Regions from separate parts of the Mus musculus genome. Here all the other regions are linked to region 3. A link is a contact called in public Hi-C and HiChIP or PLAC-seq data. All regions are on one chromosome and are shown on one strand. The core of a region is the stretch at or near the end of the contact, and the rest is flanking DNA. Distances in the headings are between cores, read along the strand shown.

The links. Hi-C and Micro-C count contacts between places; a contact is called where the count stands out from the background. HiChIP or PLAC-seq counts read pairs in DNA pulled down with a chosen protein or histone mark.
Region 1: an H3K4me3 HiChIP or PLAC-seq map of embryonic forebrain shows a contact between it and region 3, with 2.8 times the contacts expected there. The contact joins the enhancer-like site here to the promoter of Shb in region 3. A contact is called at or near these places in 2 of 39 promoter capture datasets (second pharyngeal arch cranial neural crest and trophoblast stem cells), 4 of 484 Hi-C or Micro-C datasets (the N1E-115 cell line, the P5424 cell line, nephron progenitors and 1 more), 6 of 115 datasets of contacts at active chromatin or transcription factors (embryonic basal ganglia, embryonic forebrain, embryonic hindbrain and 3 more) and 1 of 9 other capture datasets (pancreatic islet).
Region 2: a Hi-C map of the N1E-115 cell line shows a contact between it and region 3, with 17 times the contacts expected there. The contact joins the enhancer-like site here to the promoter of Shb in region 3. A contact is called at or near these places in 7 of 484 Hi-C or Micro-C datasets (the HL-1 cell line, the N1E-115 cell line, liver and 2 more), 12 of 115 datasets of contacts at active chromatin or transcription factors (the SCID.adh cell line, craniofacial prominence, embryonic basal ganglia and 9 more) and 2 of 9 other capture datasets (adipose tissue and pancreatic islet).

Annotation. Positions count from the first base shown.
Region 1 is chr4:45,688,104-45,691,673 of GRCm38.p6, reverse strand. The region is part of intron 1 of Gm829 (predicted gene 829); the gene reads right to left. Among named protein-coding and RNA genes, the nearest start is that of Gm829, 6.3 kb to the right of the region's middle. Within about 2 kb of position 1,578, at least 28 of the 459 cell types and tissues checked have an H3K27ac peak or open chromatin away from gene starts, as enhancers often do. A contact at or near this core is called in embryonic basal ganglia, embryonic forebrain and trophoblast stem cells, where this site is marked.
Region 2 is chr4:45,728,132-45,732,087 of GRCm38.p6, reverse strand. It overlaps Gm31563 (a long non-coding RNA gene), which reads left to right. Exons shown (of 4, transcript XR_881227.1): 2 at 627-873. Among named protein-coding and RNA genes, the nearest start is that of Gm31563, 10 kb to the left of the region's middle. Within about 2 kb of position 2,072, at least 30 of the 459 cell types and tissues checked have an H3K27ac peak or open chromatin away from gene starts, as enhancers often do. A contact at or near this core is called in the N1E-115 cell line and the SCID.adh cell line, where this site is marked.
Region 3 is chr4:45,529,057-45,532,921 of GRCm38.p6, reverse strand. Shb (src homology 2 domain-containing transforming protein B) reads left to right here and starts at 2,094. Exons shown (of 6, transcript NM_001033306.1): 1 at 2,094-3,360. The coding sequence starts at 2,662.

The DNA.
Region 1 (3,570 bases), core at 329-2,828, 160 kb before region 3:
ATTTCATCCTGGCATGGTGGCAAAGACAGAGAGGCTGAAGATGCAAAGATGCCCCGCCACCAAAATTCAGTATAGATAAGGGTCAGAAGGTCCTCAGGAAGAAGGAAACAGCAGAATAGGTAGCAAGGTCAACAACCCAGAGGAGAACAGGCTACAACCAGCAAACTGAAGACAGTACAGTGCCCGTGTGTGCCTGTGAAACCTTGAAAGGCTTTAAACCCATCGTTCAGTTCAGGTTTACTTTAAAGATTAACCTAAGGTGAATTTTAATAGCTTATATTGATAGTGTCTATTACAAAGACAAAAGGCTTATCATTCTAACCAGGATCGCTGTCCCTGTAGCTCAGGAGGCAGTAAGATGTGCCAGTGATCAGGGGGTGGGGCGAAGCTGCTCACCTCAGGGCCTCAGGATGTGACCACCTGACCTCATGCTGTGTGTGCTCCTTATGAAAATGGAGACAGGCAAAGGAACAAAAGTCACACCGGAGACAACCAGACGTGCTAAACGTCATTGCACAGTGAATATTCTATTCTGTTACTGCCTATTTCAGGAATTTCTCAGGGACTGAAAAGATGGCTCAGTGGTTAAGATCCTTGCTGCTTTTTCAGAGGACTGGAGTTGGGTTTCCGGCACCCACATCAGGGTCCTCACAGTTGCCCATAACTGCAACTCCAGGACACCCGATGGCCAGACACCTGGCTTCTGCGGACACCTGTACTCACATACATACCTGCACACAGGATACACACACACACACACACACACACACACCTACCTACCTACACATAATTGGAAATAATAAAAATAAATCTTTAAAAAAGAATATCTTCCATATTATTAAATATTCTTCTATTGTGATTCTAACTTGGGGAGGCAGTACACAGACTCTTTCAAGACGTACTAAGCACAGACTCTCTCCCCCACACAATGCCATCTGTAAACACATGCCAGTCATGTTTGCCAGGCCCAGGACTGCCAGCTCTGCGGCTTCTTCCAGACAGCCAGGAATCCTTTCTTTTCCTCCTTCCTTCCTTCCTTCCTTCCTTCCTTCCTTCCTTCCTTCCTTCCTTCCTGTGTGTATGTGAAACCTTCCAATTTTCCAGTTTGGCAACTAACTCAACACACTAAAAATAACACAAAAGCACTACGGGGACAAATAGGCTCATCGGAGGTCTCCATCTGTTCTAGGGAAGCTCGTTTATAATCTCTGCCCAAGGCCAAGGTAAAAGGAAGGCACTTAGGGCTTCTGATGGATCCAGCTTCACCTCCCATTATGCACCTTCTTATGCAGCCAAAGCACTTGCTCTGAGTTCACTCCGTGCCTTGGCTTGTGCCGCTTTCTCCACACGAAACACCTGCGTGCCCCTAACACTTCCACTGTGTGACCGTTCTTGGATGCCAGCCATACGTCTCTCTGCTCCCTGCTATCTGGAGTCCCACCTCTAGCTCCCTGTTAGAGACTCATCTCCCTGTGCCCCCTGCCCTCCCCAACCAGGGCCCCCATGGAGCCAGCCTCTGCCAACACTGAAAGGTGGCAGAGCTATCAGCATCCATCCCAGTGCGAGTGAGTGCTTCCCCCACCCCTCAGCAGAAGGATGGATAATTACAGGCTGGCTCCAGCAACCTGCTATGGTTCACCCCTCAGGGTGTGTGAATTGCTGTGAAATTCTTATCAAGGGGAAAGCAGACAGCGGCTCTGAAAGGGACTTAAAGGAAGACAGGGCAAAGAAAGAAAGCTTTTGCAAAAGGCTTTGGGGGTGACCTTTTGAGCCTTGGAAAAAGGAAATAGACTGGCCCAGCGCCTGAGGAGCAGATAGAGACCAGCCCTGCCCTGCTTTGACTTTTCGGCAGGCTTCTTCCCTTGTCTGGATAGTAAAGGGCATCACAATCCCTTCTCTAAGACAATAAGGTTCTGTATAGCAGCCAAGGGCTTTAGTGTCTCTGCGAACCTACTGTCTGAGACAGGGACAAAGGCAGGCAGGGGAGTGAGTGACAGCTTCAAGCACACAACCCCAAGAGCTAAGGAAGAGACCGTTACAACTACAGATTCAAACACCGCCCTGCCACCAGCACCCAAGTCCCTTATGCCATGCACTGTCCACCTCCAGAAGGTCACTTAGCACTACTGCTTCCAAGTCACTTACTAAACTCCTGACTATCTTCTTTCCGAGCTGAGTTTATAAACTCAATGAGCTTGCTCCCTTCCCAGTCTCTTTCTTCTTCCCCCACACATAGTGTGTCCCGCTGCTAAACCCTTAAATCCTAACTCAACACTTGGGCCACAGTGGACTCTCCATATCCGCACATTAATGAAGGATGGATTCATTGGGAGTCATTCTTTGGCTGGATCCTGTGCCAAGAGTTGGGAATGCAGAAGATGTATCTGAGTGGCTTCCCACACCAGCTGTGGCTTCTGTGGTTTTGTGGCTGCCACTTGGGTTCCCATGATCATTCCCCATGGCACAGGGTTCAACCCAGGGTAGCAGCTCAGAGACCATGGTATTATGTGAGCAGAGCAGTGAGCTCTTGACCCTGCCTCTGATCACCCCATCAAGAAAGTGCTCTTCAGTGCTTCAGGGACTTCGCACACAATAGACACATGCTCTACCTCAGAACTACATTCCCAGCCCTTGTTTGTTGGGTTGTTGTTGTTGTTGTTTTTAGACAAAATTCTGCTATATAGCCCATGCTAATCTCAATTTCACAAACTTCCTGCCTCTCAATGCTGTGATTACATGTGTGTATCACTGTGTTACACTGACAATTCAAGACATTTTGGATTGGATGAAAAGTTAAACACAGAGTAGGCAATAAGCGGGACCTGCTACAGGCTCTTGGTGTCTGTCTCTCCGCCTCGCTGTGTCTCCTTCTCTCTGCATACACCATTCTCCTTCCTTCTCCTTCACCTCTTTTCTCTCTCTCCTCTAATGTCCACTCTATCTCATAATTTTGCTCAAGATCCATAAATTACCTTAGAAATAAAGATATGATCTAGGTCACAAGCCCAACCTCTGATAAAGATGTTTGTTGGCAACCTTCAAGATAAAATGCAATCAACATGGGCTAAAAGGCCATAAGATGGAAATTTTCATTGACTGAAAATTGACTCAAGAGTCAAACCTTCTTGACACAGCTCTGATTTACTCAATAGAGCCCAGGAAAGTTGAACTTGGCGGAAATGGAGACCACGAAAGAGAAACCACAGTGGCAGCTACTGTGATGAGTCAGATAAGCAAAAGGCTGCACTAAAGCATTCCCCTGTGGTGAAATGACATCCATCTGGGAATCACGTCAATCAGGTTAAAACGGGAATGGGGGAACCTGAGTAACAAGCCGCAGACAAAAGTGACCCAGAGAGCCAATTCATTCTGTGGCGCTCGCATTTAAAAATGCTTTCTCCATAGACATTAATCATTGTTGATAGACACTAAAAGCAGCAGGTGAATGCATAGGCTTGTGCAGAGAGGGGACACCATGCCTTGGCTTACCTATCCGCTGTCTAAGACCCACTGGGTATGTCAGCTGCCTGCAATGAACTGCCCCGATTCCTTCTAATTTGTGATTTTTGT
Region 2 (3,956 bases), core at 823-3,322, 200 kb before region 3:
GAAGAAAAAAGCCGGTGAAACTCCTACATCTCCTTAGTATGCCATGTCAGTACAGTGCTGCTCCGTGGAAGCTGATGTGACAAGACAGAGCAGGTTATGAGAAGAAACATCTTTGACGGATTGTATGGACCTTTTCAAAAATTAGGAATTATTTAAGATTTGCATGCAGTTGGAAGATACATTACAGAACCGCATGGATCTTTTGCCCAGTTTCCTCAGCAACACTGAGATACAAACTTACAACCTGGGTCTTGGCATCAACAGACTCCCCCCTCCCCATCCTATATAGCTCTCCCTCTCCCCCTCCCCCTTCCCTCCCCTCCCCCTCCCCCTCCCCCCCCCCCTCTCTCTCTCTCTCTCTCTCTCTCTCTCTCTCCAAGTGTGCTTGTGCTCATCTGTATGAGTGTGTTTGGTTCTACCCATGACATCATTTTTAGGTTGGTATGTCAATCACCACAGTCCAGATACTGATGACTTCATGCCCACAGATCTCTCACATCATCTTCTTATAGCCACGCCGTATCCTCCTCCACAATGAGGTTTTATTGTTGTTGTTGTTAAGATTCATTTTTCTTTATGTGTACATGACTATGTGTGTTTTGTGTGTGTGTGTTTATGGGGTACAGGCACAGGAGTGCAGGTGCCCTTGGAGGCTAGGAGAAGGTTATCAGATCCTGCTGGAGCTGGAATTCCAGGCTGTTATGTGATGCTGAGGACTGAATTGCAATCTCTGGAAGAGCGGCTGCAACTCTTAACTACCACGACGTCACCATCTCTCCATCCCTCTAACAATGAGTTCTGACAAATCTATACGCACAGTTACAAGAGCGCTCCCACTGACCCCTACCAACAGCTCCTTTGCACCCTCTACAGGTCAGTTCCTTCCCCAACCCATTCTACAGCAAGGGATCTGCTTCTTATTACCATAGTTTTGCTTTTTTCCCCAGAATTTTGTCTACGTGCAATCAGCATAATGGTTTTAAAATCTGCTCGTGCTGTGGCCAGCATCAGTAATCTATGCCTTTCTCACTGAGCAAGTTACTCGCACAGATAGATCCCATTTCCTGTGTCCCCGGGGATCTTAAGTCTCCCTGCGTTGGGGTCTCATTGAACCTGTGGGTCGCTGCTCTAATGATCTCATCTGTTGATTTCATCACCATCTGTATCGAGTTACTGCCCATATTTTCCTACTTCTTAGACCACTGGGTAAATTTTCCCCTTGTAGGCAGGCGCTGCACGTTTTCTATGCATCACTGCTGGATTTTGTGTTCCTTTAAGTAGCACTGTGTTTTGTTTGGGAGCACAAATGGGTCAGATCCTTTCCAGGCCTCCAGACACCTTAGTTAGAGTTATGCCAGGCCCACCAGTAAGACAAAACCTTTCTGAAGATCCTCCTCCAGCCAGAATATTAGCTATTTCTTGGTGTCCCGGCCCTGTACAAGCTCCAGATCCCTTTCTGGTGGCAGAGATTGACAGCAGACGCCATTTAGCGTCTTAAAGAGGAACCCAGAGGCAGGAATAATAAAGGAAAGAGCAATAGGCCTGACTGTGTGGACCCTCTCTCCTGCGTTTCCTCTCAAATTCTTGTCAATGCATTGTTGCTTGGGGTTGATCTGGAGTCAGTTGGGAGAAGCGCAGTGGGTCCTGGAGAAGTTCAAGGCCTGTGTTTGAGCAGCGGATCCCCCACTGTGTGACCACAGAGGGAGTCCCAGCTGGGCTGGACTCACCCTTCAGAGCTGGATAATATAGAGTGGGGCACAATGTCCCCAGAGGCTTGCCAGCCGTTTACCTTTCTGGCTCAGTGTGTTTGTTTTCTTTATCCATTGGGCACCCCAGCTGCACTCCAACATAGCCTCTTAGTCCTCATTCCTATTTAAATATAATTTAGTTTTTATTTGATTTATGGACTCCACCCCAGTCGCTGAACTTCATTGGGCTGGGACAGTTTATTGATTTTCAATAATGGCAGGGCAGAAGAATAAAGAGATGACAGCAGCTCTTGGCTGCAGACCTGGGGCTGGCTGAGGGAAGCAGCATTAATCACCACTGAGGTGATCACTCAGACAGTCCCTAATGGAGCAGTGACCCTGGGACTCCACCAGCCTGGGACAGCTCTGAAGGCCACACAGCGATCATGCACCTCTGTTAGCAGGAGCTTGCAGCACTGCCTAGCTGGGCTCTCACCCCAGTCTCTCCTGCATAAGTCTCCGGCTCACTGACTCTAAGTGAAGGTGCACAGAATCTCAACAGACACAGGAGGTGGAGGAAACAGATATGGTTGCGGCTTCTCTGCCAACCAACACAGCAAGGCCGGTTGGTGTTACCTCCTGGCTTTCTTTAGTCCCTGGACATTTGTATATGAAAGAGAGATGATGCAAGTATGTCATTACACTCTTACATATGCACCTAATAAGATCAAATTACGACTTCATGTTAGGAGAGCCTGACGAAACTCTCTACCTAGAAACTAAAGGATTGTGGGAAAGCAGAATGAGTTAAAGAGTGGCTGGTCCTTACTGCTTGTTCAAGTCCCTTATCTTAGACAAACCTTACAAGAAACATCCCTAAAGCGTGATTACCACAGCTCTCTAGCCAAAAGGCGTATAGTGGAACATGTTGCTAAGGAAATGTTTTGCCACCTAAATTGCTTCTTACTCCAATGTCTGTTCCTGTAAACATGTGTAACCGTAATGGAAAATTCCACTGATGCTCAGGGGACTCAATGGACAACCCTCAGATGGTCACAGAGACAGAGGTTACGATGTGTTATCTGACCTATAAAGGGCGTAAGAAATTATGAGGAGACTGTGGACTGTTTCAGGGCATTAGCCTGGGTCCAGAGGAGTTCTCCCATTGGTTTTGGTGCATGGTTGATTCCGAGATGTTTGGAATTTCCACTCCCCCCAGGCCACATCCGAGCTCTTTCCCGGCCAGCTGCTGCTCCTTCTTTAGGCCTCAGCTTAGTTGCTGCCTCCTCTGCAAAGCCTGGTGACCTCACCAAGGTCACTAAGTCACAGGACTCAGCTTAGAGTCCTGTGCTGACCTTGTTAGGACAGTCACTGCAAGGCCACCATAGTCACAGCAGTGATGGGACAAGGTGTTGTCATGGCAACAATGGTCCATTCTCCTCCTGAGCTCCCAGCCAGGGGAGAGGGAGGAATTGTGCCTCTTTGTCCAGCCAGTGTCTTAAGTGACATACTCAAGACAGATTTGCTGAAGGGATAAAAGACAGTTTGCAGTGGGCTGGGGACGTAGCTCAGTTGTAGAGTACTTGCATAGCACATACAAAGCCCTGGGTTTGAGCCCAGCACTGCAGAAACCTATGTGGTGGCGCACACTGTAGTGCACACTCCCAGCATTCTGGAGGTGGAGGCAGGAAGATTAAAAAAAAAAAAGTTCAAGGTTATTCCCTGCTAACAGATCAAGTTGGAAGCCAGCCTGGGCTATGTAAAGCTCTCTCTAAATAAATATATAGGTAAAGCATAGTTGAAAAAGATAGATTTTCAAAGTTATTCATTGATTCAATGACTGAGTACCGCTTCCTTATCTTCTGTAAGTAAGCTGATGTTGTTGATCTCAGCCCTATCCCAGGCAACTCCTTAAGGGTGTGTGTTTGTGTGAGTGTGTGTGGGGGGGGGGGAGAGGGGGAGGGAGAAAGGGAGAGGGGGAGAGGGAGGGGAGGGAGAGAGAGAGAGGATATTCAAGCAAGGTGAGGGGACCAGCCTAAGGTCACACAGCCAGGTTTCAACCAGGCCACAGTTGGACTTGAGTCTCCAAATCCCAGTCCTGACTCCTCACTGGGGAGTATGGCTGCTCCCCTCCCTGTGGGGAGAGCATTGAACTAGACCAGCACTTCTCAGCCTTTGAAAATTGATAAATGCTCTGAACCGCAGCCCCAGGGAAATGCATATATGCACTGAAAAATTTATAGCCAAGGTCATGGGTTCGGGAACCCC
Region 3 (3,865 bases), core at 845-3,344:
GATCAGATTGCAGGGATACTGACTGGGGTTAATTATATACAGTGTTTAGGGGCCAGGCAGTTACACAGGGACTCTGGAAGCTCTTGGCATAATACTATAGCATTACAATAATTCTGGCTTGCAAATTATAGCCCAGAAGAAACCTTACAGGAGCGACAACTCTGACTCTGTGGCCAGCTGAAAGCAGAATGTGAAAAAAATAAGTTGTGAAATACAACTTCGCTTCCTAAACCTTCAGAAAAGCAAGATACTGTTTCCATGTGCAGCACACATGCAGGGAGCAGAGAACAGGCCTCCAGACCCTGGGGAGGACTTTCTTGGCCCAGGTGGCCTGGCTGACTGCCAGGATCTGGCTTCCTTTCCTTCCTGAGCCTAGAAGCTGGAGGGAGGGGGCGGGACGGGGGTGGGGCTTAAAACGAGGATGTCCTGGTCGGTCAGGTTTTTTCCCCTTAATTGGGGCCTCCCTCCATGCAGCATGATTAAGTGCTTGCGCAGCAGAGCAAGGATTTAAAGGGTAATTTGAGACATATAAGTGTAGGGATACCCAAAATAAGCATCTCAGCATCAACTTCTGGGGTCTCTCCCTATCTATGCTCCACACACCAAACGTTCAGCCTTGTCCTGTGTGCAGAGTTTAAGACTATTTCCTAAGGATGCTAAATGAATAGGTCTCAGGTAAGAAATAAGTGGGAATGTTATCGGAGATTGTTGGGGTTCAGGTAGCAGTGGGGTTTGGGAAATTCAAGTGGTCTTAGGGAACGAGAGAGGCAAGTAGTCTGACTACGTGGGGCTGAGCAGATAGATTGGAGCCTTCGGAGTCATGGGTCTGCCTTTTTCTAGTGTGGTGTCGCTGGAGCCTGAGTCTGGTAGGTCGCAGGGAGAGTTTGGAAGAGGTCACATTGTGCCTTACCAGGTCCCGAAGTCTCAGGATGAGAGTCTGACCTCCAGTACTAGCAGATCCTGGATTTGCTCTCTACTTCGATAGGTTACTGTTCCTACAGGACACAGGAAAAACAGTGTGTCCAACCTATATATAATGTACAGGTGACAGGTGAAATTACGGTCACAGTGTGTTATTTTGGCAAATCACCATTCTGAAGGACGGTTTCAGCTCAGAGGTACTCAAGGGGGATGGGGGGTGGGGCTGGCCAAATAGAACTTCCAAACATATCTAACATCTAGAAGGCAGATATCTTATTTCATTTTCAGGCAGTATTTTGTTCTTGACAAGGCTCCTGCTACCCCCTCTGAGAGCAGACTCAGAAAGCTACCCCCCTTTGGCCTGGGTTTCCTCACGTTTGGATAATAACTCCATTGTCTTAAGTTACATCATCACAGTGCCACCAGATCCTAGTCATCCATGTATAATCTACCTCGGGGCCTCAGTTTCTCCATCTGGAAAACTGTCTCTGGATTAAATAGAGTCTCGCCAGCTCCGGCAACCTTAAGCGTTAAATGTTTACATAGCTGGTTCCACTAGGTTGGCAGTGAACAGGGTTAAAGCCCCACTTCCTAGAAGGTGAAAAGGTAAGCAAACAGTCCGACCTCCCCTTAGCCTTGCTCAGGGATTGGTGCCCCGCCTGGTCCCAGCCGCCTATCCCGTCCGGATCCGTCATCTGGATTGCTAATACACTCATTAGCATAAAGAGTTTTTCCGAAGACCCGGCGCCGGAAAAGCTGAACCGGAGTCTCTGTCCCTTTAAAGAGAAGAGGGACAGCCACTCTCTCATTTTAGGGCATCTCCTCTGCATGGTCCTCTCGGTCAACTAGAGGTCGTGCGTTAGTCCAGCCTGCCTACCACCTCGATGGTGGACATCCATTCCTAGAGTGCACGGCGCGTGGGCCCCCAGGGACTGTGCTGACTGCTTTGGCTTCAAAGAGCCGCAGTCCCTGCTGGAGGGAGGCACGGCCTGCCAAGCCGCAGGACGCGGGCGCCCTAGGGCAGGACCCCGGAGCTGGCGCCCAGGCGGCCGCAGGAGGTGGCTCGTGCAGTCGTGAGGAGGTTCCTGGCTGCACGCGGGGGCGTGGCCTAGGAGGGGCGTGGCATTGGCGGAGGGGTGGGGCCTGCGGGAAGGGGCGGGGCCGCGGCGCTGGGCGGGTTCTGGCGGCCGAGTGTCACACACGCGGCGGCTCGGGAGGCGGCAGCAGAGGCAGCGGCAGAGCCAGGCGCCGCCGGGACGGGCAGGGGCGCGCGGGCTCCGCCAGGCGCCGGCCGCCTCCCTCATTCGTTCGCTTGTTTTCCGACCCGCAGTGGGGCCGGGCTCGCCCCCGTGCACTCGAGAAGCCCGCAGCTGGCCGCGGCTCGCACGGGGCAGGGGCGCGCTCCGCGAGGGTGGGGGCGCTGGGTGCGGGCGTGCGCGGCGGGGGGCGCCTGGCCTTCCGCTCTAGGCGGCCCGGGTCCCTATGAGACACGTCTGTGCGGGGCGCGAGATCCAAAGCTCGGTCGGCGCGCGGCAGGGGCGGAGGGCTGTGCAGCAGCGGCCGGAGCCAGGCGGCGGCCGGCAGGAGGCGGCGGCTGCGAGAACTTGAACTTGGCGACCGGTGCCCCGCACGCCCCCCACCGGGGCAGGGGCGTTGCGGGACTGGGCGACAGCGTTGTCCCCCGAATGGCCGCGGCGGCGGACCGGGCTCGCGCGCCGCGGCCCTAGGCGGCCCTTCGCCATGGCCAAGTGGCTGAACAAGTACTTCAGCTTGGGCAACAGCAAGACTAAGAGTCCGCCGCAGCCGCCGAGGCCGGACTACCGGGAGCAGCGGCGCCGGGGCGAGCGACGAGAGCAGCCCCCGCAGGCCGTGCCGCAGGCCTGCTCGGCGTCCTCGGCGTCCTGTGGGTCGGCCGCCGCCTGCTTCTCGGCCTCGTCGGGCTCTCTGCCCGACGACAGCGGCAGCACGAGTGACCTCATCCGCGCCTACCGCGCGCAGAAGGAGCGCGACTTCGAGGACCCGTACAACGGGCCGGGCTCGTCGCTGCGCAAACTGCGAGCTATGTGCCGCCTGGACTACTGCGGCGGCGGCGGCGGCGGGGACCCCGGCGGGGGCCAGCGCGCCTTCACGGCGGCAGCGGGAGCTGCGGGCTGCTGCTGCGCGGCGGCGGGAGCGGGCGCCGCCGCGTCCTCGTCCTCATCCTCCGGCTCCCCGCACCTCTACCGCAGCAGCAGCGAGCGGCGGCCGACGACGCCGGCGGAGGTGCGCTACATCTCCCCTAAGCACCGACTCATCAAAGTGGAGAGCGCGAGCGCTGCGGGGGACCCTCCGGGAGGCGTGTGCTCTGGCGGCCGTACCTGGAGCCCGACGACCTGCGGAGGCAAAAAACTGCTCAACAAGTGCTCCGCCGAGGAGACCGGAGCTGGTCAGAAAGATAAGGTAAGCTCCAAAGCTATTGGTGCGCTTGGGGAACTGAGGCACTGCCACGTTTCCCATCCCTTGCATCAACTTTGCTCTGGCATCCTGGGGTCTAGGCTACAGCGCTCATTTTGCCAGATGGTGATTAGACTCCGACTCTTTGGTTCCTGCTCCCCAAACGCACCCTTGCGGATCCCAGAGCCAGAGCGAGAGCACCCCGTCTAACTACCCAGAAGACAGACCCAGCCAGCCCTTCCGGCTCCCCCAGTAAAGTTAGCAGCGGCTGGCCTAAAAGAGCATTTACTCTCGTTTACCCCGGGGTCCCTGTAGTGGTCCCCCTCCCAGATGCAGATGGGAATTGAGGTCTAGAATGGGAAAGGGAATCTCCGGGTCGTAGATTTCCTTATTGGCTGTCCCAGAATATCTGTATGTGTGTAAATGCTTCTAAACGTCCCACTCTGCGTGCCAGGTTTCCGAAGCCAAGCGGCCTTTTGTACTAGAGCGATATTGGGAACCCCCATGCAGG